Regions from separate parts of the Mus musculus genome. Here all the other regions are linked to region 2. The links are chromatin contacts, called in public HiChIP or PLAC-seq and promoter capture Hi-C maps. All regions are on one chromosome and are shown on one strand. Each heading gives the region's core, a stretch centred on a gene start, on an enhancer-like site or on the middle of the called end of the contact. The rest is flanking DNA. Distances are from core to core; before and after follow the strand shown. Region 1 has its middle 6.2 kb from the start of Gm39565. Region 2 holds the start of 1700010I14Rik (RIKEN cDNA 1700010I14 gene). Region 3 holds the start of Pacrg (PARK2 co-regulated). Region 4 holds the start of Tagap (T cell activation Rho GTPase activating protein). Region 5 has its middle 11 kb from the start of 1700110C19Rik.

Region 1 (2,700 bases), core at 76-2,575, 1.4 Mb after region 2:
AGGCCTTCCTGGAGAATCCAGGTATCCTGGTGTGGTTTCTACTATGTGATACACACCACAACCAAAAGAAGGAAACGGATGGAAGGGTCTTCTTTTCATTTTTGACTTTTGTCTTGCATGTCCCAGTCCCTGTCAATCACTGAGTGAAGTCAATTAAGGAATGTCAATCAGGAACAGAGATAGGAACGATGGACAGGTATCACTTACAGTCGTGCTCATCATGGCTTTCTCAACTTCCTTTTAATATAAGCCAGGCCCACCTGCCCAGGGGAGGCACTGCCCACAGTGGGCTGAGCCCTCCCACATCAATCACTAATTAAGAAAATGCCCCCATAGACTTGTTCCCAGGCTAATCTGATAGAAGCATTTTCTCAATCGAGGTTCCCTGTTCCCAGATGATCTTAGCTTGCATCAAGTCGACAAAACCATCAAACAACAACTAGCAAGGATAACACTTGGGTTAAACATACAAAAAGACCCTCTTATCCATAGGTGTCATAATTCACAGGCTTAGGGTTTGATGATGTGGACATCCTGAGGAAGGGTATTATTCTGTCCATCACGTTTTGCAAACACACACACACACACACACACACACACACACACACACTCATTTCAGACAAAAAAATTTAGGAAATGTTGAATTAAATAAAGTTAACTGGGTTTCATTATTGCAAAGCTGTTTAGAATTTTGCTTTTATTCTGAGTCAGGCTTTGTTGTGTGACTTTACTGTAGTATAACTAATATAAGTTTATCCCCGACTAGCTTACAAATAAATGAGACTCAGACTATGGTTATTTTATTTGGCTTTAACAATTACTGGGGGCTCACCCCTAATCTACCCTTCTCACTGCTGGCCTGGCTACCTACCAGTGGTGAACCCCAGTCTCTTGCTGTTTCGCCTGGCCACGTTACATGCTCATGATCCACTTCCCCTCATGGTGGCTTCCTCCTCTCCTTGTTCTTCCTCCTCATTTGGTCTCTCCTCTTTCCTTAATGTTCCTCTTCATCCCAAGTCAGGTAACTCAAAACCCACCCACCTCTAACCCCTCCAGGAATTGGCTATAGCCAGTTTTATTTAATCAACAGTTTTAAATTAAGGAACAAGGTTTGCAGAACAAAAGCTTGTAAATGTAAGAATTCACTTAAAGGCCTAGACCTTCTGGTACAGAATTTAGCATCACAATACACAGCTACAGATCAAACCTCAACACTTTTCCTGTTGAAATGTGATTAAAAGTTCACTTACCCTAGACAGGGCACCAGCAGCAGACCGAAGTAACAGTTCTATCTAATTCTAGCTTTGTGAACCAGCGTGCATGTTGGAATTACTTAGAGGAGTACAGGTGACATAATGGTAGCTGTATCTCTGAAAAGTCCCACCCTAGCCTGGGTGACAACTCACAGAAGACATGTCCTTGAGCTCCCTGCATGGCTTGCAAGCAGCTGGTCAGACTGGAGACTCCTCATCCCTAGCCATTGTTATTGCTTATGTAACCTTGGGGGGTTGAACCTTGTAAATGTTCTAAGTTTGGGTGCTGTCTGGAATTTCCTTCCTCATCCTTGTAAATTTCAGTTACTTCCTGAGTCTTACAAGCTTCCCTTATTCCTCTATTCAAAGGGAACACTATACAACTGGTTCTCTGGTAGCCAAGCCTGGTCTTCAACTTCTGATCCTCCTATCTCCCCTCCTGAGTACTGGGATTGCAGGCATGAGTCTCCACATTGACTCTTTGAATGTGTTTGTGTATAATACAGAGTACAAATCAGAAAGGTTGGTATCTGTTACTCTTGTTTCATCAAATGCCTTCTATCCCATCCCCTTTTAAAATTCCTGTGAAGAAACACCTAATATTTCGGGATTGAATGGGATCCCAGCCTTAGGAAGACAGGAGAGTCTGGAGGTGTTTCTCTACAGCCTGAAGACACCCGTGATTCTAAGCTTTAGCACATTCCAGGTGGGTTGCCTCATGTCTGTGCAGTGAATTGAACACCGGGGAGAGAACACCTTCATTTCATCTCTGAAATCTCTGGTGAGAAATGAGATGCCCTCCTCCACCCTCAGACGGAGACGTTGCCATCTGCCCATCCGTTCCCTGAACCAGAGAAAGCTGCAGGGCCATCCAGACATCCATGTTTTCTGCCCACTTTTACTGACTCCAGTTCCTGGGTCCAGCCCACTTTGTGCCTGTGCCTCTCAGACTCTTGACTAGAAGAGCAAACAGCTGTCTCCCAAAAATACTCAGAGAGATTCCCTCAGCATGTATATATTGCCAGGGAGGTGGGGCGATAGGCCAACGGGGTGGGCCCAGGAAGTCATGAGTCACCTGGCAAGAATTGCCTGAGTATTTTAGGCCCCAGGGTGGGGTAGCAGGGGGTGGAGTAGGCAATGCTTGTATTCATGGTTGGGCTAATTTATGGTTTTTATCCAAGTTAATGGTAGTTCTGAGAGGCGGCTCCACGGAGCTTGGCCACTAGAATGTGTCTTTAACTACCCCACTAAGCTACCCTGCGGATGGGGTACCATTCCCACCCTGTTTGCGGGTTTTTAATGTCAGTCTGTGAACCCCCATCTTCCTACTGCCCTATCATTCCTCCTTCTTTGTCCAGTCCCCTCCCTGCTGAGGAGGGTGTCAGGCATGTCTGCTTTGCCACATGCCCTGCCCAGCGCTTATCAGCTCTATTAAAAGCTCCAGTGC
Region 2 (2,700 bases), core at 188-2,687:
TGGAAAGAGGAACCTCAGCTGAGAAAATGCCATAGTAACTCACTTGTAGGCAAGTCTGTGAGACATTTTCCTTGATTAGTGATTGATATGGAAGGGTCCACTATGGGTGGTGCCACACCCTAGGCCGGTGGTCCCGACTGTGGAATAAATGAGCCTGAGCAAGCCACAGGAAGCAAGGCAGTAAGCAGTACTCCTCTGTGGCCTTCTGCATCATCAGCTCCTGCCTCCAGGTTTCTGCCCAGTTTGAGTTCCAATTTCCTTCAAGGTCAGAGTAAACTGAAATAAACACCCTCCTTCCCAAGTTGCTTTTGGTGATAGTGTTTATGACAGCAATAGAAACCCAAGACAGAGGTAGACTGTGTGTACATGTGCTCTACCTCCTCCAACACCACCATCTCTGCCCTGAGCCTCACGGGGAAGGGGTCAGGGTGTGTGGCTCGGTGGTAGGGCATTCGTTTGCCTCTGAAGAGTGGGTTCCAGCCTGGCACTGTGGAAAAGTTGCTAGTTCCCTTTCATATCAAACCAGGCTGAAAGGGTCAGAATTCACTGCCCGAGTCATAGGTTAAGGTTATAGGTCACCTGGGACTAGGTGCAACTCTGTTCTTCCTGGCTTTCCATAGCACTTAGCCATTGCTGCTCAAAACTCTTCCCTGGGTGAACGCAGGTGTCTGGTCCTTCCATTCCTCTGCCTTCAGGAGCCACCCCCTCCCCCACGTGGGGACAACATGGGCAGTGAGCCAGGGATTTGCTTCCACAAAAATCCACCTTAGTTTTGACAGGTCGTTGCAGTGATAATAATTGAATATACTTCTCCTTCAATCACTTTGATAGACGACTAAACAATAGGAGGGAATATGGGTTTTACTATATTCTTAAGAATCGACACATATTTGACCCTTGACGTTCTGATTTTTGTCACCTAAGGGATAGAATGATTACGCTGACATAAGCCATGATTTGGAAGAATTTTTTTTTCGGCCGTAGGGTGGGGGGGGGGGGGAGATTAACATTTTCCAGAAGTAGGGGAGGTGCCGCTCTTACTAGCACATGCCTTGTGCAAACCAGAGTTCTTCCCTTTCTGTCTGAACTCGAGGATCTGAGTTGGTGACCCTATCGCGTGTCCAGAAACACCTCAGCCCTCCTCTTTAGCATCCCGTGTGCTCTGGTTCTTGCGTCTAGAACCAAGGACTGCAGCGGGGGCACATTCACTGGGGACACCAGTTATCTTTTGTCCCATGCTCTGTAATGAATCTTGCCTAGTTTTGTTTTGCAAAGTAAAACCAGTGAGCATCCCTCCAGGGCTCCCAGACCTGGCTGGGGAAGGTGGCAGACTCCTGGCTATTCTGTTATTCTGCCACCCTGTGGCCGGGCGCCAGAGTTACACTGAGGGGGAGGGGCTAGGAATATTTACTGTTTCCATGGCAACTGCAGCTTCCGTTGGCAACTGCAGCTTCCGTTGGCAACTGCAGCTTCCGTTGGCAGCGAGCCGACCAGAGGGGCAATGGCTGAGGATCAGGAACCTGACTGTAAGTGGTCTGCCTCTATTTTTGTGGGTTTTGACCCGGTTGATGTTTGTCCAGGAAAGCTGGTTTCTCAGAAGTGGTTTTGAAAGTAAAAACCTTTCTGGTGGCAGGAAGTCAGCTCCTGGATCAGGAGGGTTTGCTTGGACCCAGCGACTCAGACCTTTCAGAAGCTTAAGGAAGCTGGCTACTTCTGTCCTCAACCGGAAACAGAGAGCAAAGAACACACGCGCACCATTTCTCCACTCAGCTCCAGGACCCCGCCAGGAAACAGAGTGGGTCTTCCCACCTCAGCCCATTTAAGAAAACCCCTCAGGTCATGGCCACAGGACAACTTCATCTAGACAATTTCTTTTGAGAGTTCCTTCCTGGATTCTATTTTGTGTCAGACTGATAATCAAAAGTAACTATCACCTTGGTATGTGTGTTATAGGATGTGTGTAAAGGCGTATGGAGTGTGTGTGTGTAAAAGTACCTTGGAGGGAAAGGGATGGAGGGGCTCACCATACTCGTTCAGTGCTTTTTGTTTTGAAGCTGAGAGTTTTGCAAAACTTCCTGTACCACACCGCTCTCTTGGTATGTGACTTACAGGTCAGAGAGGCAGGCAGGCAAGCAGGTGTCTGTTTCGAATACATAGATGATTGTCCACACATAATAAAAGTAGGGAACAGCTCACATGTAATAAATCTAACAACCTAACAGTCTAGCTCTAAGTGACACCACCAGTATTGAGAGGCAGAGTTCACTCAGGGAATATTGCTAGAGCAACAGGTTGCAAGTCTACTGTCCTAGTGCACAGCCAACCCCCATATCCACATGCAGTGATGTGGAGGTCATTGACATTGATGGGACACTGACAACACTGCAGATGTCCCTTGAGAGTGACGAGGCTAACTGGTAACAGCCTCAGTTGTGCTTAGCCAGGTCAGCCCGCATGCTAGACACTCAACACACACAAGGCTCAGAGCCAGGCCATTGGCAGGACATCTGCTGGGAGACATGGTCTCTTGTCATTAGAGTAAGCATGTGGCTCATGTCTGCTGAGGTACATTGGAGACCAGTATCTGTAGAGCTTCCTGAACCTGGACTTTTATGACCCTTCTGAGGCTGGTCTAGTTTTTGCATGTATGGTGTGCATGTGTGTGTTGGTCAGTACCTTGGAGAGAGGTATCCCCCCTAT
Region 3 (2,700 bases), core at 152-2,651, 1.9 Mb after region 2:
ATCTACTTCATTTGTGTCCTCTAAGTGGTATGTATAAGATTTGCAATATATAAGTAGAAATATAGTGGGACAACGAAGAACACTATTAAGCTAATATATTGAATTGCTGTATAATAAGATCCTCTCAGGGTGTAAATTGTACAAAATTGAAAACTACATTTAGTATTAAATCTCTCACACTCCTAAACAGGTGCCCACTCAGTAGACAAACATGGTTTAGCATACCAAATCATATGGTATTTAATAAACAAGAAGATTGAAAAGCAGTATTAGGCATATAGCTAAACCGTTTGTGTGCCTTTGAATATTTTCCCCTATTCGTGTTAAGAATATTTTATTTGTATTATCACAACTCATAAAAATGAAATAGGGCTTGTATTATTAGAGACACTTGAAATAGAGCTTATATTGTTTAAAATGTATTTAAAAGGCCTATCAGGAACCAGTCTTCACATAAGTAATTTTTGAATACTTTAACAGGTTAATACCTTTTTTTTTGTCAGAATGTTGCTGAGTAAATGCTAAGGCATTCTAAAATGTCCCAGATGAGATAAATTAGTATATATTACTGATGAGTTTATGTGTCTCATACTGGTTCGTGTTAAATTTTGAAAGCCTATGACTTCTAAGAGCATTCACTCCAGAAGGTCTTGTACTGAGTGGACTAAGTTTACAATAAAGATAAGGATTTTTTTCCCCCTTACCAGTGAAACAGCTTAAGTGTAATTTGGGGTAGTGGAGAAAGCACACTTGCTCAAGAAGGTGCTTATACGCTAACTCAGTACATCGCCTGCCCCAAAGGTTCTTTAACCACCTAGCCTACATCTCTGCACACTGTCGGGCAGAGTCTGCTACTGACCGAGTCATTGCCAGTTCTGGTAAACAGTACCAGGACCCAGGGCTTGTCATCCTCTACAACCACATGTCCCCTGATTCGGAGCAAGTGCGTTCAATCGAGGAAGATCACTTACGACTGAGTTTTTCATCATGGCTTTGACTGTGAAGCCCTCAGAAACCAGGGAACGAGGCTGGTGCACCTGGAACGTCTGTTGTGGCAGCAGTTTAGTCCTCTTCGGCATCTTGTCTGGGCATTTGTTTAAGGTCAGGGTCTCTTTTTCTACCACATTCTTCCTAGAAAACGTCTTGTTCTTATCAGAGGTGTGGAAGAAAAACCAGTGGCTTTTACAGAAGTGAGCAGGGGGTCGGGAAAACACTCTAAAAGGCTCTAGTGGTAGAAATTCAACCCCTCGTGCTGCCCAGGGAGATCCAGATGTTTGGCAGCACCAAGGTGGAGGGAGTTTAGGGGAGGAGAGGGGCGGGAAGAGGGCTGGGATCCGAGGCTAGAGTCTCTAAGAGCTTCCAAAGGTGTAAGCCTCCCGGTTGCTAAGCGATTAGTCAACATTAGGAGACGCTAGTCCCGCCCCTCCGTGACGAGCGTTTCCGGAAAAGGTTACCAGCGAAGACAGTTGCAGCTGCCGGAGGCGAATCTTACGGGTTAAAACTACGCCTCCCAGCAGGCTTCGCGCTAGGGGCGGGTGGTTGCGCGTGCGCACTGCGCCCGCCTGGCTCGCGAGGGGAAGGGGGAGGAGGCCTGGATGACTAAACCTGACAGAAACGCTGGTGGGAGGCTCGGGCGGGCGCCAGTGCCCGCGTAGGTCCTTCTCGACCCGCAGCCACCACCCGCCCGGTGACCATGATAGGTACGTGGGTGCCTGCCAGGTACAATCTCTCCGCGCCGCCCCGCGTCCGTGTGTGGCACCACGTCACACCCCACGGGTCCGAGTGGGATCCTCGGGGGCCGACCCGAGCCACCTGTCAGTGTCACGGCGGAGGCGTGCGTGCCGCGCTCCGTCCGCTCTGTGGGCTTCCTCGGCCCGCCCCCCCCCCCCCCCCCGCCCATAGCCTGGTCCGGTGTGTGCTAGAGCATTAGGTATGAGTTTCCAACCTGCCTTAGCCAAGGTTAGCTCGCTGAAGACTGTATCCCCACGGACACCCGCGTGCTCCACTGCGACCCCCGACGGCGGGGCTCGCCCTGCCGCTCCACGGGGTGACCAGCCCAGGTCTGTTTCGGTCAAGCTGTCCTTCACTTCAGGGCGAGTTCACACACCCTAGGACTTAAAGAAAATCTCAGGAAAGCATCTGCCTCGTGGAGATCGCACCTCAGTTCTGTCTTTTTAAATGTGTCCTCGGAGATCTGAGACGAAAGACTAGCCGAGTAGATAACTGCAAAGATGGCTTTTTCCCCCACTACAGTTTGTGACTGGGTGCAGTTTGACCAGTGCAGCTTTGGAAGTGGCCACTAGGGTTGTTCTAAGCAGTGTGAAGTAGGCAGATTGGAAAGGACCTCCCTGACAGAGATGTTATATGTGAAGCCACGTTTTGGGTTCTCCTCCGGGATAAGTAGAAATAAATGCATAATTTAGCGCACATTCCCGTTTGGAGGTTTCGTTACTGTAGACTCGCCGCCCCCATCCAAGTGATGTTCTGAAGATGTAGTGAACTTGTTTGTGATATATGCCTGACAGGTATCGCACTAAGCACATCTGAAGTCGGTCTATTTGAGATGTGTCTAGAAGATGGATGAGAGGTGCATTTATGAAGTAAATGCGTTACACGGTGAAAGTAGCCGAGTCTGTTTTAACTCATAAAAGTAATGTTACAAGTGTGCAGCCCTCCTCTCTTCCTCTTGAGAGTCATGCT
Region 4 (2,700 bases), core at 75-2,574, 1.1 Mb before region 2:
TACACCGAGGCACGGGAACCTTCCATCTCAAGAAAAGTTTGAGCTGTTTTTTTGGGGGATGCTGCAGATGCTCAGGCTAAGAGTTCTATAACTCAGAAGACGGCTCAGAATTAAGATGAAAAACCTTGTAAAGTGGGCTCCATTTTCACATCATCGAGAGAGCCTTCTGTCTGGTGAGGAGAGAAGGCTTTCTCCAAAGTAGCAGTGTCCTTGACATTAGAGAAGCCCAACACCAATCCTGGATTGGGGTGCAGCTCAGAGGCAGAGTGTGTTCTGAGGGGCAGGTTTTAATCTCCAGCTCCAAAAACATAACGTCTTAGACAATTCTGTGGAATACTACAGAGCCAAACATCAAATTATCCGTGGAATGTTCAAAGCCATAGCTCTGAGGTGGGATGCCAATACACACACACACACACGCACACGCACACGCACATGTACACACACACACACACACACACACACACACACGACCTGATTTGATCTCGAAGGAAGAAGAGGAGGTGACACAACAGAAGATGCCAGATTGGAGGGCAGTTTTACATGCAATATAATTTGCAGCATCTGCATTTCAAACCGTTGTGTTCTTCTAGATTTTCCAAAGATGCTACCATGTTGACAAACATGTGACGCTTTTTGTTCCCTTTACAAAGTTGTTGATCCTAAAATGAACACATCTGTACCCATCTGACTGACTCCGTACTTCACAATAAACTTAGGGCAGTGGTTCTCTACATGAGAAATAAATGAATTTCTCAATGGGCAATTCCCCTAGTTCCAAAGAAACTGGTGTAGCTTTCGAGGGTAATTTTCAAAGAGGGGAAGTCATCCCTCCATCTCCGTCCTGGTTTTATAGCAACACCCTGCACCTAGATGTGCCAATTGATATCTAGTCCTGGATGGAGAGGATGGTGGGTGACCGGGAACAGCACCCAAACAGGACACCCAGAGCAGGGAGGGGCCAGCAGGAACAACTAGAAAGGAAAGTGATGTTTACACACAGAATAATAAAATTTCTCATCCTGCACACACCACCTTTGACATCAACCAGAGCCACTGCCTATGTTCAATATGTCATGGTTTCCACTCCTAGTAGTTTGTAGACATTTTTACTTTGAAATGGGGGGGGTGGGAATTAGGGGGGTTAGGCTTGGAAAGAACCGGCGCTGCCCTAAAAGGAATGAGGAAGTGAGAGCAGAGCAGTCTCTGGCTGGCTTTGGCTGTGTAACAACCCATGATGTTCCTTCCGGCCCCAGTAATATTCTGAGTTTCCACCTGCCCGCCCCCGCCACATATAACACTCAGCACACGAGGCTGAGGGCCCAGTGCCTTGTCTCTGTGGGTGGACTCCTAGGGTCAGAGTGTCATGTTGTGTCTCCCGTTTTCCACAGTTCGCCAGAGGTAAAAAGAGCTCTGGCTGAAGACCGTTGCTGGTAAGTACTGTAGATTAACAGGACAAAACATAAACTGCCTTGTGGGTCGAGGGTCTTGGGTCCCTGAAGTGTCAGGGGCCAGTGCCACTAAAAACAGCTCTATTGAGAAACATGTGTCAGCCTTAGAAGGACTCTGAATGGAGAATGCTAGGGGCTGTGTGTCAGCTGCCAGCTTGGGGGCTTAGGGATTCTGTAAATGTTATCTTTTGTTTCTGTACACTGTATATATTGTCCTGGAGGTAAATTTCTGTCTTACTTGGGTTTCATGAGAGTGCAGAGCTTTTAATATAGTATGTGCGAGCACTCAGAAAAGCAAGTCTTGGTTGTTGTAATGTGTACTCAGGCTCTCCTGATGGGAACTTAGTAACTCGTAACAAAGTTTGGGAGTAGTAAAGGCGTGTGGCTTAAAGAATTTAGGATTAAGTTTCTCAGAGGCTGTTCTTAATCATAGGTGACATTTAGGAAGAAAGACTGATGTTATCTTGCTTCATGGAGTCGTAGGAATTTTTATTTCATTTGGATAGAATAAGACACAATGAAAACTTGGATGAGATTCTCAACGATGCTTCTTAGTGGGAGCCCAGTTTTAGGTGAACACTTTTCTATCCAGTAGCTTTAAGCTCTGGGTCCTTTTTTGTTTTGTTTTGTTTTGTTTTTTGTTTTTTCAAACTGACTTTGAAATTTGAATTTGACTGGACTAGTTATTCTATTTTCTAACTCTTTTCATTTATGATTTGTTGTACACAGGATCAAAGCCTCGAGGTAGTGGACCCCCCTCTTGGACTGTCAGTCTCCATTCCAATGAAGCTGATAAGCAGTCTCGATGGTGTACGTAAGTCCTTTGCACCTACTCATTCATCTTGTCCACAGACAGGGGCTGAAGGACCTTCGCTGATGTTCTTTTTCCTCTCTTTTAGTCAAAAACACTTAATGCTAACAACATGGAGACATTAATTGAATGTCAGTCAGAGGTAAGAAAGTAATGTTTTAAACTTTTTATTTGCACTGTAATTAGATAAAAGACATTCTTTTGTTACTCATTTGGGTTATTTAATTATTGGTGTGAGATGAATATCAGATTATAAACTAAACACGTCTATTGAGATCTTCCAAAATAATGTTGATCTGAGAAGATAAAATACAGAATCAATGCATTTGACTTAATTTTCAAGATGAATAAAAGGCCGTATGTGCATTTTATGGAGAAAGATGGGATGTCTTTGGGTGTCACTATTTTAACTGAAATGCATGTTTTCAGGGTGATATC
Region 5 (2,700 bases), core at 76-2,575, 1.3 Mb after region 2:
AGCTTATAAGGGCAAGGTACCAGTTTACCAGCTTTGTCCAGATTCCTTTTAATTTTCAGTGAGCTTCTATCTGATTGAAGGTTTCTTGTAGTAAGTAGTGAACTGGGGCAAATTGGAAGTTTTTATGAAATTTAGCACATTTCCTCCGATGTTTCCTAATAGTAAGATTTAACTAGTAATATTTGTACACTTTCGTTCAAAGCAACATAGTTGCAATCCCAGGTATTTCCAAAATGTGAACTAGGATGTAAGTTATTTTCTATTGCTAACTATTCAGGCTCTCATTGCTGTATAGTGTGTACCCCAAACTAAGCAGGATGCTTCATAAGACCTATAATCCATGTGTTTCATCTCAACCACTGTTAGGTATTACAAGGCTTTGACTTAAAATTCCTACCTGGTTAAAGCAACCCCCTTTCCACAGAGGAGTCTTTGTCCCAAAGCTGCTTAGTTCCATGTTGCCATCCTCTTCCTTTCTGATGAAAACTAGCCTGGCCAATCCATCCTTTACTGCCCCTGTATTCACTCCCAGGCTTTAAGGCCATTGGTCATCCTTCCTGTGAGACAGTGCTTTAGGAAGAAAGGAAGACTGCTCTAGCTTCCTCTCTTGAGCTCTGAGCCTTTGCTCTCTCCCTTGCTCTGTGCACTCCAGACCTCCCAAAATAAAAGCCAGGAGGAGTGTTTAAAAATAGTTTTTAAAAGCTTCATAGGGTGTGTGGGTGTCAAGGTAGCTGTTTGCGTGCAGACTTTCTCTTGGGATTCTGGGTTCTGTGCACAGAACATTTATGGAAGTTTTTCAACCTTCCATAGTGAGTGTCGATGTATTGTGTCTAACCCACAGGCTGATTTTGCGCACGTTTTCCCCGACACAGCCACATTCTGTTCCCTTTTCTTGCCTTACGTATTAGTGTAGACCCCTAGATCTTCATGCCTCACTTCTGTGGGTGGCAAAGGAGAAGGCAGCCGCCAGCGCAGTGGAGAGGGCAAAGCAAACCTGTCTGTTAAGAAAGAGCGGGACAGAACAAAGAGCACACATCCTTTGCCAACAGTCTTCGGAAACAGGCTCAGTCCGCTCATGCGCAGGAAGAAGGCCGGCCCGGGATAGTGTGGGCAGGAACAGGCAGAATGACCCCCGGGGATCACGGGTTTGTTGGAGTTTCCAGCACCTTTCATCCTTTGTCCCCACTTCTGATTCACATGCATATTACCCTGACCAACTCCACACTAAATTCTCTTTCTCCCCCTGGCTCTCTGGAAGGTGGTGGGAACCTCTAAATATTTATGAGGTGTCCGGGACTCTGGTGCTCTTGTGGCGCTAATGAATGCGTGCCTGCGCACAGGGACCCGAAACCCGGCAAAGGGACGGCCACACAGCTCCTGGCCTCGCAGTTCCCAGGCCCGGAAGAAAGCGGGGAGGATGAAGGGAGGAGAAGCTGTTGTCAGGAGAGAAACAAACGGTCGGGCTACACAAAAGAAAGAACAGAGTTCCATCTTTGCCCGCTGGAGCGCTCTGGAGCGGGTAGGAATGTGCGTGAGGCAGGGGAGTAACTCGCCCGATTCCCAAGTCGGAAATGAGTTTCCTAGGAGACAAAGAACCTACCCGCATTTTCTTTTAAGCCCCACTTTCTCCAGTTAAGAGTCTGGACCTCTCGCAGAAGCTGTTAGGGTCCTTTATGCGCTGTTTTCATTAGGGAGCTAAATTCCGTCTTAAAGTGAACTCTCCCTAAATATGTTTGCATAAAGGAATCTATAATTCTAGCTTGGAATGTAAATCACCTGTAGTAACAGGTGGTCTTCGTGGTATCTTAATAGAAAGAGTGATGTATTCATACATTGGAAATGAACCGGGGACGTCGGAATGTCCGGAACATCAAGCACCAGAAAGAATCGTCTGCCTAGCCCCCATTGGCTCGCGTCTCCAGACACCGAGATCTGAGGGCTCCCTCAATGTCACTCCCAGGCGGGGGAGTCTGCAGGCAGCTAGTCTATTGAAGTCATCCATACAATGCTGATTATTTTCCTTTGTAGGTCTCAATATCCAAAAAGATTAAGGTTTTGTTACTTTAAAACACTCGTTCCGGATGCAAGAAACAAGTAACCTTGGCTCCGCTCATCTATCTTCCTAGGATGCTAAAAAAAAAAAAAAAACTAGGAAATCCTACCTCAGGCCTGGTCATGGCCCAAACTTTAGCTCTGCCAAAGGGAGGCAAAGCAGAAACTGAGCCCTAGCTTCCTTTTGAACACACTAGAAGCTCTGCGCAGCTCCGTGACAGCCTGTAAGTCAGTTGTAGAGAGCTAAGACTTCATGTTGGAAGATTCAAAACATGTCCCCAGGATCCCACCCTGCCCTGTCACCCAGACCTGACTATGTGATTCCTAAACATTCCGCACAGGAGAAAGACTGAATTTCTTGTGCTTCTGCACCAGGGCATTTCGTGGAAAAGTGCGAGTTAGTAGGAATATTTAGTAAATGTTTTCAGTGAGCATTGCGTAGCTTTGATCAAAAGAATGTACAGATTCTGTCGCCATTTTGTGAGGTGATAGGACTGAGTTTGTAAACACGACTACTTTGTGGTTGTCTATCGTTGTGGCTTCTACTCCGGTGATCTTTCCAGTTGGCCTTGCTAGGATCTGCAAAGGACTCCAGAGAGCTAGCTCCCCACTGACTCGAAGTGTGCTTTTAGAACCAGTGAGCAGAGC

Evidence for each region. Promoter capture Hi-C pulls out the DNA fragments that hold promoters and counts their contacts. HiChIP or PLAC-seq counts read pairs in DNA pulled down with a chosen protein or histone mark.
Region 1: an H3K27ac HiChIP or PLAC-seq map of embryonic stem cells shows a contact between it and region 2, with 4 times the contacts expected there. The contact joins the enhancer-like site here to the promoter of 1700010I14Rik in region 2. A contact is called at or near these places in 4 of 39 promoter capture datasets (frontonasal cranial neural crest, hippocampal neurons, liver and 1 more) and 3 of 115 datasets of contacts at active chromatin or transcription factors (astrocytes and embryonic stem cells).
Region 3: a contact with region 2 is called in a promoter capture Hi-C map of pre-B cells, with 7 times the contacts expected there. The contact joins the promoter of Pacrg here to the promoter of 1700010I14Rik in region 2. A contact is called at or near these places in 5 of 39 promoter capture datasets (the C10 cell line, cranial neural crest, hippocampal neurons and 2 more), 1 of 484 Hi-C or Micro-C datasets (CD4 T cells), 1 of 115 datasets of contacts at active chromatin or transcription factors (astrocytes) and 1 of 9 other capture datasets (liver).
Region 4: a contact with region 2 is called in a promoter capture Hi-C map of pre-B cells, with 2.9 times the contacts expected there. The contact joins the promoter of Tagap here to the promoter of 1700010I14Rik in region 2. A contact is called at or near these places in 3 of 39 promoter capture datasets (the C10 cell line, the HPC-7 cell line and pre-B cells).
Region 5: a promoter capture Hi-C map of liver shows a contact between it and region 2, with 3 times the contacts expected there. The contact joins the enhancer-like site here to the promoter of 1700010I14Rik in region 2. A contact is called at or near these places in 3 of 39 promoter capture datasets (cranial neural crest, liver and maxillary cranial neural crest), 1 of 484 Hi-C or Micro-C datasets (CD4 T cells) and 4 of 115 datasets of contacts at active chromatin or transcription factors (astrocytes, embryonic stem cells, large pre-B cells and 1 more).

What each region holds. Positions count from the first base shown.
Region 1 is chr17:10,376,381-10,379,080 of GRCm38.p6, forward strand. No RefSeq gene overlaps it. Among named protein-coding and RNA genes, the nearest start is that of Gm39565, 6.2 kb to the left of the region's middle. Within about 2 kb of position 1,326, at least 49 of the 459 cell types and tissues checked have an H3K27ac peak or open chromatin away from gene starts, as enhancers often do. A contact at or near this core is called in embryonic stem cells, where this site is marked.
Region 2 is chr17:8,986,896-8,989,595 of GRCm38.p6, forward strand. 1700010I14Rik (RIKEN cDNA 1700010I14 gene) reads left to right here and starts at 1,438. Exons shown (of 10, transcript NM_025851.3): 1 at 1,438-1,526. The coding sequence starts at 1,502.
Region 3 is chr17:10,838,790-10,841,489 of GRCm38.p6, forward strand. It overlaps Pacrg (PARK2 co-regulated), which reads right to left and starts at 1,402. Exons shown (of 5, transcript NM_027032.2): 1 at 972-1,402. The coding sequence starts at 1,079. Prkn (parkin RBR E3 ubiquitin protein ligase) reads left to right here and starts at 1,570. Exons shown (of 12, transcript NM_016694.4): 1 at 1,570-1,700. The coding sequence starts at 1,694.
Region 4 is chr17:7,924,676-7,927,375 of GRCm38.p6, forward strand. Tagap (T cell activation Rho GTPase activating protein) reads left to right here and starts at 1,325. Exons shown (of 10, transcript NM_145968.2): 1 at 1,325-1,433; 2 at 2,181-2,261; 3 at 2,351-2,404; 4 at 2,692-2,700. The coding sequence starts at 2,235. All of the region lies in intron 4 of Gm1604a (predicted gene 1604A), which reads right to left.
Region 5 is chr17:10,334,101-10,336,800 of GRCm38.p6, forward strand. No RefSeq gene overlaps it. Among named protein-coding and RNA genes, the nearest start is that of 1700110C19Rik, 11 kb to the left of the region's middle. RefSeq lists an enhancer at 1-2,700. Within about 2 kb of position 1,326, at least 204 of the 459 cell types and tissues checked have an H3K27ac peak or open chromatin away from gene starts, as enhancers often do. A contact at or near this core is called in astrocytes, embryonic stem cells, liver and 1 more, where this site is marked.